2 separate regions of the Mus musculus genome follow, and region 1 is linked to region 2. A link is a contact called in public Hi-C data. All regions are on one chromosome and are shown on one strand. The core of a region is the stretch at or near the end of the contact, and the rest is flanking DNA. Distances in the headings are between cores, read along the strand shown. Region 1 overlaps Ptprm (protein tyrosine phosphatase, receptor type, M). Region 2 overlaps Ptprm (protein tyrosine phosphatase, receptor type, M).

What was found. Hi-C and Micro-C count contacts between places; a contact is called where the count stands out from the background.
Region 1: a Hi-C map of nephron progenitors shows a contact between it and region 2, with 3 times the contacts expected there. The contact joins two enhancer-like sites.

What each region holds. Positions count from the first base shown.
Region 1 is chr17:67,256,165-67,263,163 of GRCm38.p6, forward strand. All of the region lies in intron 1 of Ptprm (protein tyrosine phosphatase, receptor type, M), which reads right to left. Among named protein-coding and RNA genes, the nearest start is that of Gm52313, 31 kb to the right of the region's middle. Within about 2 kb of position 4,032, at least 9 of the 459 cell types and tissues checked have an H3K27ac peak or open chromatin away from gene starts, as enhancers often do. A contact at or near this core is called in nephron progenitors, where this site is marked.
Region 2 is chr17:66,757,755-66,765,201 of GRCm38.p6, forward strand. Ptprm (protein tyrosine phosphatase, receptor type, M) reads right to left here. Exons shown (of 31, transcript NM_008984.2): 18 at 4,375-4,462. Among named protein-coding and RNA genes, the nearest start is that of 1700016K05Rik, 47 kb to the left of the region's middle. Within about 2 kb of position 3,772, at least 9 of the 459 cell types and tissues checked have an H3K27ac peak or open chromatin away from gene starts, as enhancers often do. A contact at or near this core is called in nephron progenitors, where this site is marked.

The sequences.
Region 1 (6,999 bases), core at 2,782-5,281, 500 kb after region 2:
GCAATGAACATGTATTGTGTATCAATCTCTTTGTAAACTATGACCATCTATCAGTTTTGCCCAAAAATATCCAACGCTGGTGAGGAAAGAAGCCACCTACTTCTCTCACACAGTGTGCTTGTTCACCTCCAAACACCTCAAATGCCCTCACTAGAGGAAGGTTCCAGCAGGGTTGTGTGAGCAGTGAAATGTGGGATGTCTCTGGCAGCCCCAGGGCAGGTGCAGAAGAGACCCATGAGGTTTACACAGCTGCCTCATCGGATGGGAGACGGAAAGGGTTTCACTGATGATGAAAGAAGAGCGGGGGGGGGGGGGGGAGGGGCAGCTGGAATGAACAGAACGTGGAATCCATTACGCCTAGAAAGAAATGGGAACTGTCAGCCTTTCCATCCAGAATTAGAAAGCTGGCCCTAGATCTGGCACATCAGTGACATCACTGGCAAAGTTGCTCAGCGTACCCGAGGTGACACAGCTCGGCAACTTATGGGTGCCGTTCTAAACACTCTGAAAGTCTCTGCTTTTATAGACTTAACAAAAAACATCATCGTTTATTTATTTCATTCTTGTTTTAAAACAATCACGCTCACAAAGGGAAGAGGGAATAGTGAGATGGGAGGATATGGGGGGGGGGGGAGGAAGAACACCTGACTACTGAGCAACTTTGGAAGGTGGGCATCCACCAAACACTTTCGTGAAGATGCTGCTGAGATATGCAATTCTGTTGAGTGCCAGAAGGGGAGGGATAAATAATGCGTTGTCATAGCAATTAGTGGAGTTGATTGGCAGGGAAGACAGACAACCTTCCCTGAAGGCCAGGAGACTCTCAGAAGATACTCCTGTTTGAGTGTCCCCCCACTACACTCGGGATGGAATGTCATCTTTGTTGGAAACATTAAGAAGATAGAAACAGTCCAACCAGGGTACTTGTAGAGTAGGGACTTCAGGAATAGACGGCTAAAGGATGCCATGGAGCCAGGCTCTGATGCAAAGGGACCAAGGCTTAAGAGCAGAAACGTGTAACAGAAGGTTTTCGTTTACCATAGGATGTCATGTGCAACCCCAGCAAAGTGAAATTCTCAAACAGTAAGACAGGATGGAAAAGTAACCTCACTTTGCAAGCATGGCAGAGATGAGTGTCCCACCAGCAAAGGTGACCTCAGCAGGTGCAGCCTCTTGGCCTTGAACCTGCAGAACTGAAAACTGACTAAACCTTGCTACTTTATAAATTGCCCAGTCTGTGGGAGAGGGGGGGGGGCAGGCAACAGAAAATGGGCTACCCAGGAGATGAAAGCCTTTTTCCAATAACTGTAACAATAAATATCATTTGCTAATAGCCAAGAGTATGGTGGCAACAATATTGAAAAGGTAAGGGAAGAAAATGGTTTTTCTTCTCTGAGTTCCTAAATGCTTAGAGTACAGTTATTAAGAGTCAGAACCAAGTCGGAATTACTGTGTTGCTCCTTGATGCCTTAGCCCAGTACCATTTATGTACACAGTAATTTTATAATTAAAAACATGATTAAAAAATGAGCACTCTTTTCCCAGTCCAGAACCAACTTCACTGTAACTGGGAATGTTTACAAAGTTGCTGAGTGATAAAGGGAAGGGTTGGATGCAGGGTTAACTGGGGTCAACATCAGGACCTGCGGGTGACAATCCGAAGGCCTGTCTCTGAGCAGTCTGTGTGTTTACTGTCCCCATCAGAGCAATGAGAGTGAGTTGGGTATGTTGGTGAACTTCTTGAGATGTTTGGTTTGGATTTCACTTTCGTGGTTATTTGCATTCCATCCAAGAAAATGCAAGCAATCTCAATGGGCTTCTGGGGCGGCCTCCCTGTGACCTCTCTCCCAGGAGGACTCCCATACATCCGGTGCTTCTCAGCTCTGCTCAGAATACCACAAAGTCCTCAGTTGGTTCCATATGTGAAGTGATCTAAAATGCAGACAGAATGCAAGGAGACTTGGTGGTTTGAGAACACTAAAGAGAAGGAAGGTCCCAACAGACACACACACACATACACACACACACACACACACACACACACACACAAATTGCAAGGACCCAACAGCAGCCTGAAGGAACACTCACCTCTGCCATGTTTAGAAAGTGTGGTTAATTTTTTTCTTCTGTTTTATTGTTTGAAAATTTCATACATACTTGTGTATTTTGCCCTAATCTGTACCCCCTTCTTGCTCTCCTCTATGAGTCCTCTAAATGGGCCCTCCCCTATGAATCTTCCCCATGAGTCCTCCCCTATGAATCCTACCATGAGTCCTCCCCTGAGTCCTCCCATGACTCCTCCCCATTAGTCCTCCCCTATGAATCCTCCCCATTAGTCCTCCCCTATGAATCCTCCCCATGAGTCCTCCCCTATGAATCCTCCCATGAATCCCTCTCCATGAGTCCTCTCATGAGTCTTCCCCTATGAGTCCTCCCTATCCCTTTACAACCACTGTCCTCTCTTCAGTGAACTGGCTGAGTTCACTTAGTGCTGTCTGTATGAACGTGGGTATAAGACCATCCCTGGAAAAAACCAAGTACTCCTCTCCCAGTCATCAGGTGCCAATACCGTCCCAGCCAGAGGTGGCATCCCTGAGCTCCCTGCTCCAGCTCAGATTTTGTCTGCCTTGACCTTGTGCCGGGAGAGCATTCAATGGTGGTGAGGGAAAATAGAATACAAGTGAGATTTTTTTTTTCCAAAAACTGATTTAGACTAAGTTTTCCTCCAAATTGACTCACATTCAAGAGATAGTCGGGAATCTGGGAACAAGGCTCAGTGCGGTACAGGGATTGCCATATGCATCTGACCACCTGAGTTCGGATGCTCCAAAACCACACAAAAAGCCAGAAATGATAGTATACACTGCACATGGGCCAGGTAGCCTGGCACAAGAAGCACTGGGCAAACAGAGTGAGATACTCTGTTTCAGAGAAGGCTGAAAGTGAGGAGCAACACCCAATGCCTTGTGACCTCTGCATGCATGCCATGCATGTGTGTGCTCAAACATACATGTATACATGCATAGACACGCAACAAACGCATGTCATAAGACAAACACAAGTACGCATACATAAAGATTTCTTTACATTTTTAAATGATACCATTGACAAATACTTAACTTGTTACCACAGCAACATACAACAATCTTAAATCCTTAAAGTCACAAACTGGGTCCACAAGACAGACGCATGGAGAGGTGGGGCCTCTTTTAACCTCCTGTTGATGTTCTGAACTGGTAGAACTAAAATACATTTCATTCCACTTCAGCTGAACAAAGGACTGTGTGTGGCTCATGGCAATGTGACTCTGAGCAGAATAAGAGCTACATTCTTATTAGCTGGACAAAATTCTGCCCAACGCATTATTGTCGCTTGCTTATTGATTTTGCTTCTACAAGTGTCTGATGTTCGGCACTGCGTTCAAAAAGAAGAGAAATCCACCAACAGCTTGCTTTTCTCTTTTGCTGAAACATAGACAAACCTTACCTGAATTTTGTCACCACTTAGGAAAAGGACAACCCCCAAAAACTCATGACCTCAGACTTCAAGCTTCTTAACTCTGCCAACCCACTCTCTGGTTTAACCTTTCTTAGCATTTTCTTTCATTCACTAGAAAAGACTGCCTGAAATGTATCCCTCTGTTCTCAGGGCCTCCCAAGCTTCCTCCATACCGGCTTCTGCAGTCCTGGCCCTCACAGAGAAAAAGGAATAATTAAGCAGGGGCTGCTTCAGGCTCCAACTAGCAGCCCCACATGATACAAGTATTTCTTTCCATCACCACCGTTAGGCATGATGGAAGAAGAAAACCTACGCTTTTGAGTTGTGTGTTCTGGATGTGGCATAGCTCATAGAGGTTCATGATCTGGGAGCTTGGACACAGATACACAGCAATGTGAAGAGGTGACAAGGTGGGGAGGAAGGGGTCTGATGGGGGGCAAGTAGGTCATGAGCCTTTCCCACAGGAAGGGCTTGGCGCCCATCTGCAGCAGCAGGCGAGCTTGGGAGTTGTGTGAGCCATATGTGGCAGCTCAGCCTGCTTTGTCAGCCTCCTCTTCAGTTTCTCTTTCTGTTCCTCTGTCATATTCTAATCTAACACTAGCTCTCAAGAGAAGCCAAGCAGGAGCAAGCACAGAACGGAATGCCAGGGACAGTAAACCTTGACTGTGTGTTACAATACCAGTCCTCTACCCACCCAGAGGATCGAATTCCTTCATCTTCCTGGGGTCCTGTTTCACCTTTTATGGGAATTCCTTTCTAATTTGGCTACCTTTGAGAAGCACCAGGGCTTCAAACACTCCATATACCAGCCATGTGGACATCAACGGAGCAGGAGTCTCTGCGTAGAATCCATGTTTGTATGATCCCATGTTTCCAGCTTGCGTTCACTGCTGGGGCTTCCTCCCCGTGTTTCTACATTTTTGAAGAACAGGTTTAAGTCTGTGTAATTCTCTACTTGATGAAACACAGCCTTCCTCATTACTAAAGTAAAAAGCAGCCAGTGTGGACAAGGATGTTGAGAAAGATCATTTGTGTATTGCTGATGGAAATGTAAATCAGTACACTCGTTCGTGACCCAAACAAAACCAACAAGATCGCCCATATCATCCAGCCATCTCATTTCTGGGAAAATACATACAAAGGAAAAGATCCCAGTGCATTAAGGAGACAACTGTACTCCATGCTCATAGCAGGTTTGCTAGCAATGGAATCAACCAGTGTCCCTTGGTAGATGATTAAAGAAAATATGGCGCACATTACATATTGGGAAAGTATTTAACAGTGAAGGACAATGAAATCTTGTTATCTACATTAACTGAACCTGTCTAGTGGTCATGATGATAAGTGAAACAAGCTATGTTCAAAGAGAGGGAAACAAACAACTAACAGTAACAACAAAACATGTTCTCACTGTTAGGTAAAAACTACACTTGTTGAGGACAGGAAATAGAGAGCCCACGAGAGGTCACTGGAGGTTGTAAAGGTGGGGAGGAAGAGGAAGAACAGGTGGGTAGTGAGATGGGAGGAAGTTACTCCCAGTGTTTGACATCATGATACTATATGTAGATGTCACTACAGCATGACCCTGGGGAATATGGGTTCACCGTTTGTGTGTATTTCAAACAACTACAAGTGCTTGGCAGCTCTGTGTTTGATGTTGCCACCATGGAAATTTGAGTGTTTGAGGTGATTGGTGTTTTGTGTCCACGTATAGAAATGTCACATCTTCCTCATGAGTGTACACCATTGTGTGTCGGTGAGAATGGGCGTTCACAGGTGGGACTGAGGGAGGCTCTGCAGATACACATGTATCCGTCCGTACCTCCTTCACTGCCTTCAGCAGGAAGCACGCGAGTCCTGTTCTTCTTGACCACTGTTCACATCAGGCAATTGCTTTCTGCTGGCCTGAGGTGCCCAGAGACTGGCCGATAATGTATTCTTTCCAAAGAGTTTTGTTCCCAGTAGATAGTGTAACCTTTGACCTGCCATGTGCATACAAGGCCATATTTTTATCAGTAGGAATTTCTTCTATTATCTCATTGAAGGAGCAGGGGTGGGGCAGTTTTCATTCTTTTCCATTGGGAAAACAAAAAAGCAACCTTTTATCATCTTCACCACACACACACATAGACATATATACATCCACACACACACATGTGCACACACATACACATACATACATACATATGCACACACATACATACACAATACACACAGACACACACATACATAAACAATACACACATACATATACACACATATACACACATATCCATACACACACACAAACATGTACACACACAAATACACACATACACACACATACACACAAACACATATACACATACACACGTACACACATATACACAGGTACACACACATTCACACCCATTTACACACATACACACCCACAAACATACACATATGCACACATGTATGTACACGCACATACACACAGGCACACACATAGACACATACATATACACACACATACACCCACATATACATACATACATGTACACACACACATACACACATATAAACACATACACATACAGACAAGTATACACACACATACACACATGTATACACATACACACACACACACACACACACAAACTCACACACATACACACACATACATATACACATACACACACCAGTTCAGAGCTCTCTAGGCCATGCTCTGTGCTTCCTTTCTGAGGCCTGCTTCTCTGAGTTTTCATGTTTGCTGTATCTGGGGTCACTGAGATGGTTTTTACCTCCACAGTGGTTTTAGCTTCTTTACTGGGATGAATCAGTTCCCTCTCGGCCTCCTTTATCTTCTCTTTCTCTTCACCACATGTATCTTTTCTTCAAACCCTCTTTTTATAGAGCCCAGTTATCACTATGCCCTGAAGGCCATGGAGAAAAGAATTTTTCCTAGCTTGTGAGATAAGGTGTCTTCTGACTTGGCCTTTAGTGACCTCCCAGCCTCCCTTCTTCTTATGACTGTTCCCTGCCACGCTCAGGCCAGCTGTAGGCAGAATGCATCCTTCCAGAAACAAGGGACACTGTTCCTGGCTGTGGAACAGGACAGAATAAACATCACAATCAACACTAACCACCAATGTCCTCCATCCCCAAGTCCTGCACCCAGGGAGGATTATATATTTTACAGAGTAGAGCTTTGGAGTACAGGCCCATGGGAATTCCTCCTGGCCTCCTTCCTACCTGACTTTAAAGAGTCCTTCACATTTAGCAGCCTGAACTAAGTATGACAGAGGTGCACGGTCACTACAGTGGATAGTCAGACACTCAAGCTGGGTACAGCTCCCTGATATTTACAGGGACCCTGGGGGTGTTCAGCTCACAGCTTACCAATGGCAAAGTGCTTCCTCTTCCAACACCATCTAATTTGCATATGATGTAAAAAGGAAATGGAACAAAACGCCTTCTATTGATTAATAAGCACAAATAAGTTTTCCACCCATACCAGTGACTATTCTGGAAGTGCTCCAC
Region 2 (7,447 bases), core at 2,522-5,021:
ACTTTCTAGATGGCACTAGTCAGACTATTAGAAAAGCTCTTTAATGGATTCACAGAAATAACTTAGGGAACTCATTCATGGGTGCCTTCCCCAGGGACTCAGCTCTCAGATCATATGGTCTCACACAGAGAAGGGGAAGAGGCTGTTGTCGGGTGCTTCTACGGCTTATGACAAAGGTAGTGGTTTTTCTTTATGGTTGTTTGGTAGGTATTGAAACCACCCTACTTACAGAGTACATCACTAGTTCTGAGGTTCGGGATGTTATAGTTTAGAAGCATTAATAACTAGCAGGTTGTTTAAGTGATCAATATCTCAGGGTATTCCAACCCAGAGCTCTGTAGAGAATTACATGGTTTATATACATGTCATAGTGTAATTATATAATACACAGTCATATAAAATACGCTTGCATAAATAATGAGTTACAAATAGACAAATCTAGAGAGATTTCAGAAAATGTAGCAAACTAGAAGGAAAGAAGTTGTGCAGTGAGAGAAGCTATGTAGTGGGAGAAGCTGTGCAGTGGGAGAAGCTGTGAGGTGGGAGAAGCTATGTGGTGGGAGAAGCTGTGAGGTAGGAGAAGTTATGCAGTGGGAGAAGCTTTATGGAGGGAGAAGCTGTTCAGTGGGAGAAGCTTTATGGAGGGAGAAGCTGTGCAGCGGGAGAAGCTGTGCAGTGGGAGAAGCTGTGAGGTGGGAGAAGCTATGTGGTGGGAGAAGCTGTGAGGTAGGAGAAGTTATGCAGTGGGAGAAGCTTTATGGAGGGAGAAGCTGTGTAGTGGGAGAAGCTGTGCAGTGGGAGAAGCTGTGCAGTGGGAGAAGCTGTGCAGTGGGAGAGGCGTCTGGGTGCTGTGGAGAAGGCAGGAGACTGGATGGTGTGGCTGGAGCAGGGTAGTTTCTGTGTGACATCATCCCTAGAAAGGCACACAAGCAATGCAATCCAGTGGAAATGCTGAGAGAGAGCAAAGAGGAGGTAGAATGGATGGAACCCAGAAATTAGAAAATGCAACATGCCAGGCCACAGGTAGCCATGTCACACAGAGATGCACGCCACAGCCCAGCCTGTGCAGAGCTGGCCACAGTGTTCACCTGAGGAAACTGTTTGAAGCTCCACAATACTGATTTGCTCAGTCTTTCATGGTTTCATTTTAAATAGTATTGTGATTTTTCTAAGCTACATAAAAATAACACAAAAGTAGAGATAAAGAAAATGAACCTTAACTCGTCACAACGAAGAGTGATGTCATCGTAGCATTAGGTTCACTTCTGTAATAGGTCATTAGAAAATTATGTCATTAAGTAGAATCATGACTTGGCCAGGGACATTCATCTAAAAGCAGAGTGGGACTCTTGATTCTGTCTCCTAATCCTAAGTCCTATGCTCTCCTGATCTCCCTTCAGGTCTTTCCTGATCATGTGTCTTCTCCTTATATTACCCCCTCAGGTCTCAGCAGGGCTTCTGCAATGTGGTTCCTACCTGACAGTAAGAGCTCCAGCATTTCCTGCCTGTCTTGGCCTGTCTGGCTCTCAGACTGGAAACCCCCGGTGTCAGCAAGATATAAGTCTGTTCACTTCTGAGCGCATCTTCTGTGACACAAGCCAGATCCAGTCCTCCTACCATGCCACTCACCTTCGCACTACTCATATGGCTTTTAAAATAGACACGCCACATAGTTAGTGTCTCTTGGGCTGGAGAGAGACTCAGAGGTGAAGAGTACTGGCTGCTCTTCCAGAGCACCCAGGTCTGATGCCCAGCACTCATAGGCTATCTATACCCATCTGTAACTCCAGTTACAGATGCCCTCCCATGCTCTCTTTTGGCTTCCTCAGACACAAGTCATGCAAGTGGTGTATACACACATGCTTGTGCGCATGCGCGCACACACACAGGCACACACACATATAGAAAGACACAAACTGACAGACACACACATATATAAACAGACACAGACAGACACATACACACATACACAGATACAGACAGACAGATACATACACACAGACATACATACACAGACACGGATAGACAAACATATATATACACACACATATATACAGACACAGACAGATACACACACAGATAGACAGGCAGACAGACAGACAGACAGACAGACAGACAGACACACATTTGGAGGGGAGACAGTTCAGTAAGACTGCCTGCTGTTCAAATCCCCAGGACCTGCATAAAAAAGCCAGACATGGCTGTGACTTACACATCACCTTAGTATTACGGAGGGGAGAGACAAGACAATGCAGCTTTCTGGCCACCAGCCCAGCTCCAAGTTCAGTGACATATTGTGTTCTAAGGAGATATAGCAGAAAGAGATAGACTAGGGCTCTCAAGCTCTTCTGGTCATCTATGTACCTACACATCCACCTCACATGTGATGCACTCAAACATGCATATGCACAGACCCTCGCAAGTAACCCACAGGGTCAGTATTAAACCAAACTTCATGGAGAAGCGAGCTTGAAGCTCTACTTCCCCAAACTTCCTTTAACATGGCCTTCAAGCGCTTGTTGGTTCTGTCTTGGGGCAGGGATAAGGGCTGGTGTTGTCATCTGTGTAATCTCAGTGTTTAATTCTGATAAAGTGTACCAGAGCACAAACACACTTCACCAAGGGGAAGTCAAACTCTCAACCTTGGGGCACCCTGCCTGCCTGTGACAACCATACAGATACAAACCCTTAAACAACCATGGTGAGTTTAAAAAAAACAGTCAATGAAGCACACGGCTGCGACATTCATACTCTTGAAAAGCCAGCAGTCTTTTGTTATTGGTAGCCAAAGGGAAGGCAAGGCTTGGCTAGAGCCCTGCATGTTCTGTGTATAAAACTACTCTTTTCTTTGTATAAAACACGTCAACACTATGTACTTCTGTGGTGGTTTGAATGAGAATGACCCCATAGGCTCTTATGCATGGTACTTGGTCCCCAGTTGCTTGAACTGTTTGGGAAGGATTTGGAGGCGTGGTCTTGTTGGAGGAGGTGTGTCAATGGGGGTAAACTTTGAGGTTTCAAAAGCCCATGCCTTCCAGGTTTCTCTCTTTCACTTGCCTTCTACTTGTTGATAAGGATAGAAGCTCTCAGCTACTATTCCAGTGTCATGCCCCTCCGTGCTATTATGCTTCCTGCCACGGAGGTCATGGACTCTAACCCTCTTGAACTGTGAGCCCCAAATTAAATGCTTCTTGTATTAGTTGCCTTGGTCACAGTGTTTTGTCATGGGGACAGAAAAGTAATGAAAACAACCATCCAGGACGGCAGCCACTAGTCTCGAGTGCTATTTAAACTCAGAAGAAATGGGAAGGAAACAAAAGTTAAAAGAAAAAAAAAATCGGTGTCTCAGTCATGACAGCCATATTTCAAGTACCTAGCAACCTGGGACTTGATCGGATCAGAACATTTCCAAAAGCACAGGGAATGTCGGGGCGTCACGACCATAGCAACTGTCCTGTCAAGTCAAGGAATGCTCCGGCAAGCAGGCAGAATGTAGCTGCACTCTCACAATCGATGAAGCAAATGCACAGCTCCCTTGAAGGTCCTGTGCCCTCCAAGTTTGTTCATTCCCGAGTAACAAGATGTGATGAGAGAGGCGCTCGCCAGGCCCAGCTTCCTGCTGTTGTGCTTTCTGCTCCTTCAGAAATGGCTGGACTGTTGGGTGACCACTGTGGGCCGCTGGCACCTTGATGTCATCCTGAATGACTCGGAGCAGTTGAACACAGAGAATGGATGGTCCGAGCCCTGGGAGAAGGGGGCTCATCAATCTGCTCGGAGCTCGGCATGGCTACGGAACATTAATGAGGTTGGGCTCGATTTAAAAGCTGTCTGAGGCATTATGGATGGCAGTGTTCGGTTTCACAGGCGCTGGGAATTTCTGAGATATAATCCTAGCCCCTTTGCTAATGAGTATTGTGATACGGAGACTATCATTTAACTCCTGAGTTTCGCTTTCCTGCCCTTAAAATGGGGCTATTACTGACCTACCTAACCCAGTGTCTGGAGGATTAATGTGCCAAAGAGTGCGGAGCTCTGTGCGAGAAGCCTGCTGTGAGCCAAGCCATTACTTCTGTTCATTCTCATGCAGCAGTTGGGGAACGTTAAAGTCTACGATGTTTGCTCCTTCCAAAATGCATTTTCTTCCTCTGCTTTGTGACATTCCCTGTGTTCCATAGACCCTGCATCTCAAAGGAAAACCAGGCCCTCCGGGAGGATGCACTGAGGTGGTTGGGGGTCACAGACGATTTTTTCCTTCACTTAGCACGGGGCCTTGACACCAGCTCTTGCCGGAAATACAAAGGCAGGCATTGCATGGTGAATTCTCACAGCCCGAGCCTGGGGGAGGGGGGTTGGACTGCCGCCACCACCACTTACATGCAATGATGTTCCCGTATCTGTTCTTCATTCTGTTCTCGTCTTTCTTAGCAGAGTCCCATGGTGCAGACTGTCCTTCAAAGAAGCTCTGGAAGAGAGAGAAAGAGAGAGAGACTTAGTGCATAGCAGTTAGATGTAGTGAACAGAGGGGTTGGAACGGGAGGGGGGGTGTCCTTCAGATGTGGGATGGTGGTCAGGCAGGCAGTCATAGTGAGAATGATGCTGTCTTACTTGGGGGAATATTTTATTTGGCTTTCGCCAAGCTTTGTTTTACATTGGCTAGCACCGCACAGATATAGAGGATACAGAGAAAAATCCCACAATTTATTTAAACAATGCCCTATTGGAGTATTTGAAGGAGAAAAAAAAATCCAACATTTCCCCAAATTTCTTCATTATATTGCAAGTTCCCATTACTCTTTTAAGATATACCTCCCCCCCCCCTCCAATAAATAACCAAAGGAATGTTATTCTGGGCTAGAATGGGAAAGCCAAAACTTTATGACCTCAAGATTAAAATCCTGCTATATACTCTGAATTTTATCTGGATGTATTGTGTCTGAGGGCTTAGGTTTCTCTGTCCCACTTATAATGAAAATGCTTTTTGCTATGAGTGGACAAGTGGCAAGACTGATCTGGGTGGCTCTTACTCCCTCTCTAGTGCCCATGGAGCCCTTGCATGGCCGACACCACGCAGAAGTTGCTGGCAGCCCGTGGTAGTAAACGTGGGCGTTGAGTGAAGCTTATTTCTTGTCATCCCTGGCACTGCAGAGGGAGGGCTCGGGGAGGTGCAGACCGAGCTGCCTGGTGTACAGCAACTGGACCATGTGCACAGTGAACCGTGCTCAGCACGGTCTATGTTTGCCTGAGAAGAGGGGACTGCATGAGAGAGCGAGCTTGTCCACTCACAGTTTGCATTCAATAAATATTTGCCAGTGAATGAAGGGCTGCACTGCCTTGTTATAGTATATATTTGCTGTGATATAATAAACTACTCAAGGCTTTGGAAACTGGTTTGTATTAGTCCATTTCCCACACTATATATGATGTTCTAGAAGCAGGTTACTTATAAAGACAAAAGGCACGTTAATTCACAGCTGGATTAGGTAGCCCTGTCTGCTTGGCTTCTGGTGGTAGATGGCATTATGTTAGTAGCTCACGTGGTGGTGGTGGTGGTGGGGTTGCCAGGGGTCAGAGTAGAACACAGGAAAGCTGAGAGACTCGGCTTCCATAATCCCTTCAGAGGGCCACCCCCAGCTGATTTAAGAACGTGTCAGCAGGTTCTGGTTCTTAAAGACTCCAATTTGAGACGAAACATGAGCACAGTAAAGACCGAACTTCCAACCCATGAACCACTGAGGAGCAAATGATACCTGAGCACAGAGCCACCTGTGCACACGTCACAGGCTTCATCCAGACATAATCTGTGCCACCCCCATCGTCTACATCATACCAGGTCTTGTTTCTCTGACCCAGATGAGTTTTCACAACTAATAGGCAGGAAAATGCCTGACCACTGCTCTGTCCAACCATGGATTGTAAGCCTTGTCAACAGTGTGCCCATGGCACAAACCAGCAACAGCCACCACTTCCTGGCATTCTGGGACCAGAGTACCATGCCACCAGCACAGGAACTGAGTATGAACTGCTCATCTCCATCTATGGTCCCTTAGCCATGGTCATAAAAGACATGCTACTTTTAAAATATACTTATTATTGTGAAAAACGTAGGGGAGGGCTGGAGAGATCAGTTAGTGGACTAGAACACTTGCTGCTCTTGCAGAGGACCTGGGTTTGGCTCCCAGCATCCACACAGGAGCACACAATCATCTGTAACCCAAGTTTTAGCGGGTCAGATGCTCTTTCTCTGGCTTCTGTAGGTACACACATGCAAAATACATACACACATACAAAATACTCAGACATATAAAATAAAAATAAAATAAAAAAGACAAAGATGAGAGGCTGTGTGTATGAACAGCTAAAGTAACAATCATATACTACTGGCTTATATATCCTGAGGACAAAGGATATATAAAATTTTTTCAAGTTATTAATAAATTGAGATGATGAAAGTACAATTGAAAACTTATCAGGTAATTTCATCCAGAGAATGACCACTATATAACCCGGAGATCATAAACAGGTAACCCATACCAAGCTACAGTATGTTAACTCAGCTCTGCCCTGTGACACATTTAAAAATAGCTCCGGGGACTTTTAAAGTCAACTGTTCTTGTTCTGAGAAGTGTCTTTGTTATCCTCCGAATGACAATTATTTCGCAGTTTGAGTAATAACTATTATTTGACTTCTAACAATGTAATTCTACTTTGAGTTTGTCATGATTTAATTGCCAATTTCAATTCTCCCTGCCTTTTCTACACATCTAAAATGGTCTTTTTTATTCATCTCCTTTTTATTTTGTAGGAAGACAGGAGAAGACAACTGACGTTGAGGGAGACTCTGACATCTTCTGGTGAACTCCTGCTGCATTGGAGGGGGTGACAGAGGTACAGACATCCCACCCCACTCCTGACAGGCAGAGGCTCCTCCCACGGGGTCTGATGCTCACCCTGAAGCAGTGTCTTTGGTGTGTGTGGCAATCACAGGACTTCCAAGAGCCCCTATTCTTAAAAACAGTTATTGTGACCCTATCCTTTCCATTTAATTGGTGACTGGAGATACCAATCAGCAAATGGGAAAATAATCTATCCCATCCCTTTTCAGCACCTTGGCTTTTAGCATGTTTTGATTAGAAGGGGTTCATGAGCTGTTATTCCGAGCGCTTATTAAGGTGGGCATCAGTGCAGTGGTTCTCTACTTGTGCATCACGACCCCTTTGGCAAACCTCTATCTCCAAAAATATTTAGATTATAATTCATAACAGTAGCAATGACAATAACATTATGAGGGTCCCACAGCATGAGGGGATATAATAAAGGGTTGCAGCATTAGGAAGGTTGGGAACTATTGAGTTGGAGACTCAAGGTGAATGAGTTCATGGCGCAGAGCCTCATGAGGTAAAGAGAGGTAGGTGGGGTGATCAATGCCTTCTCCTAATCTCTGTGCTTT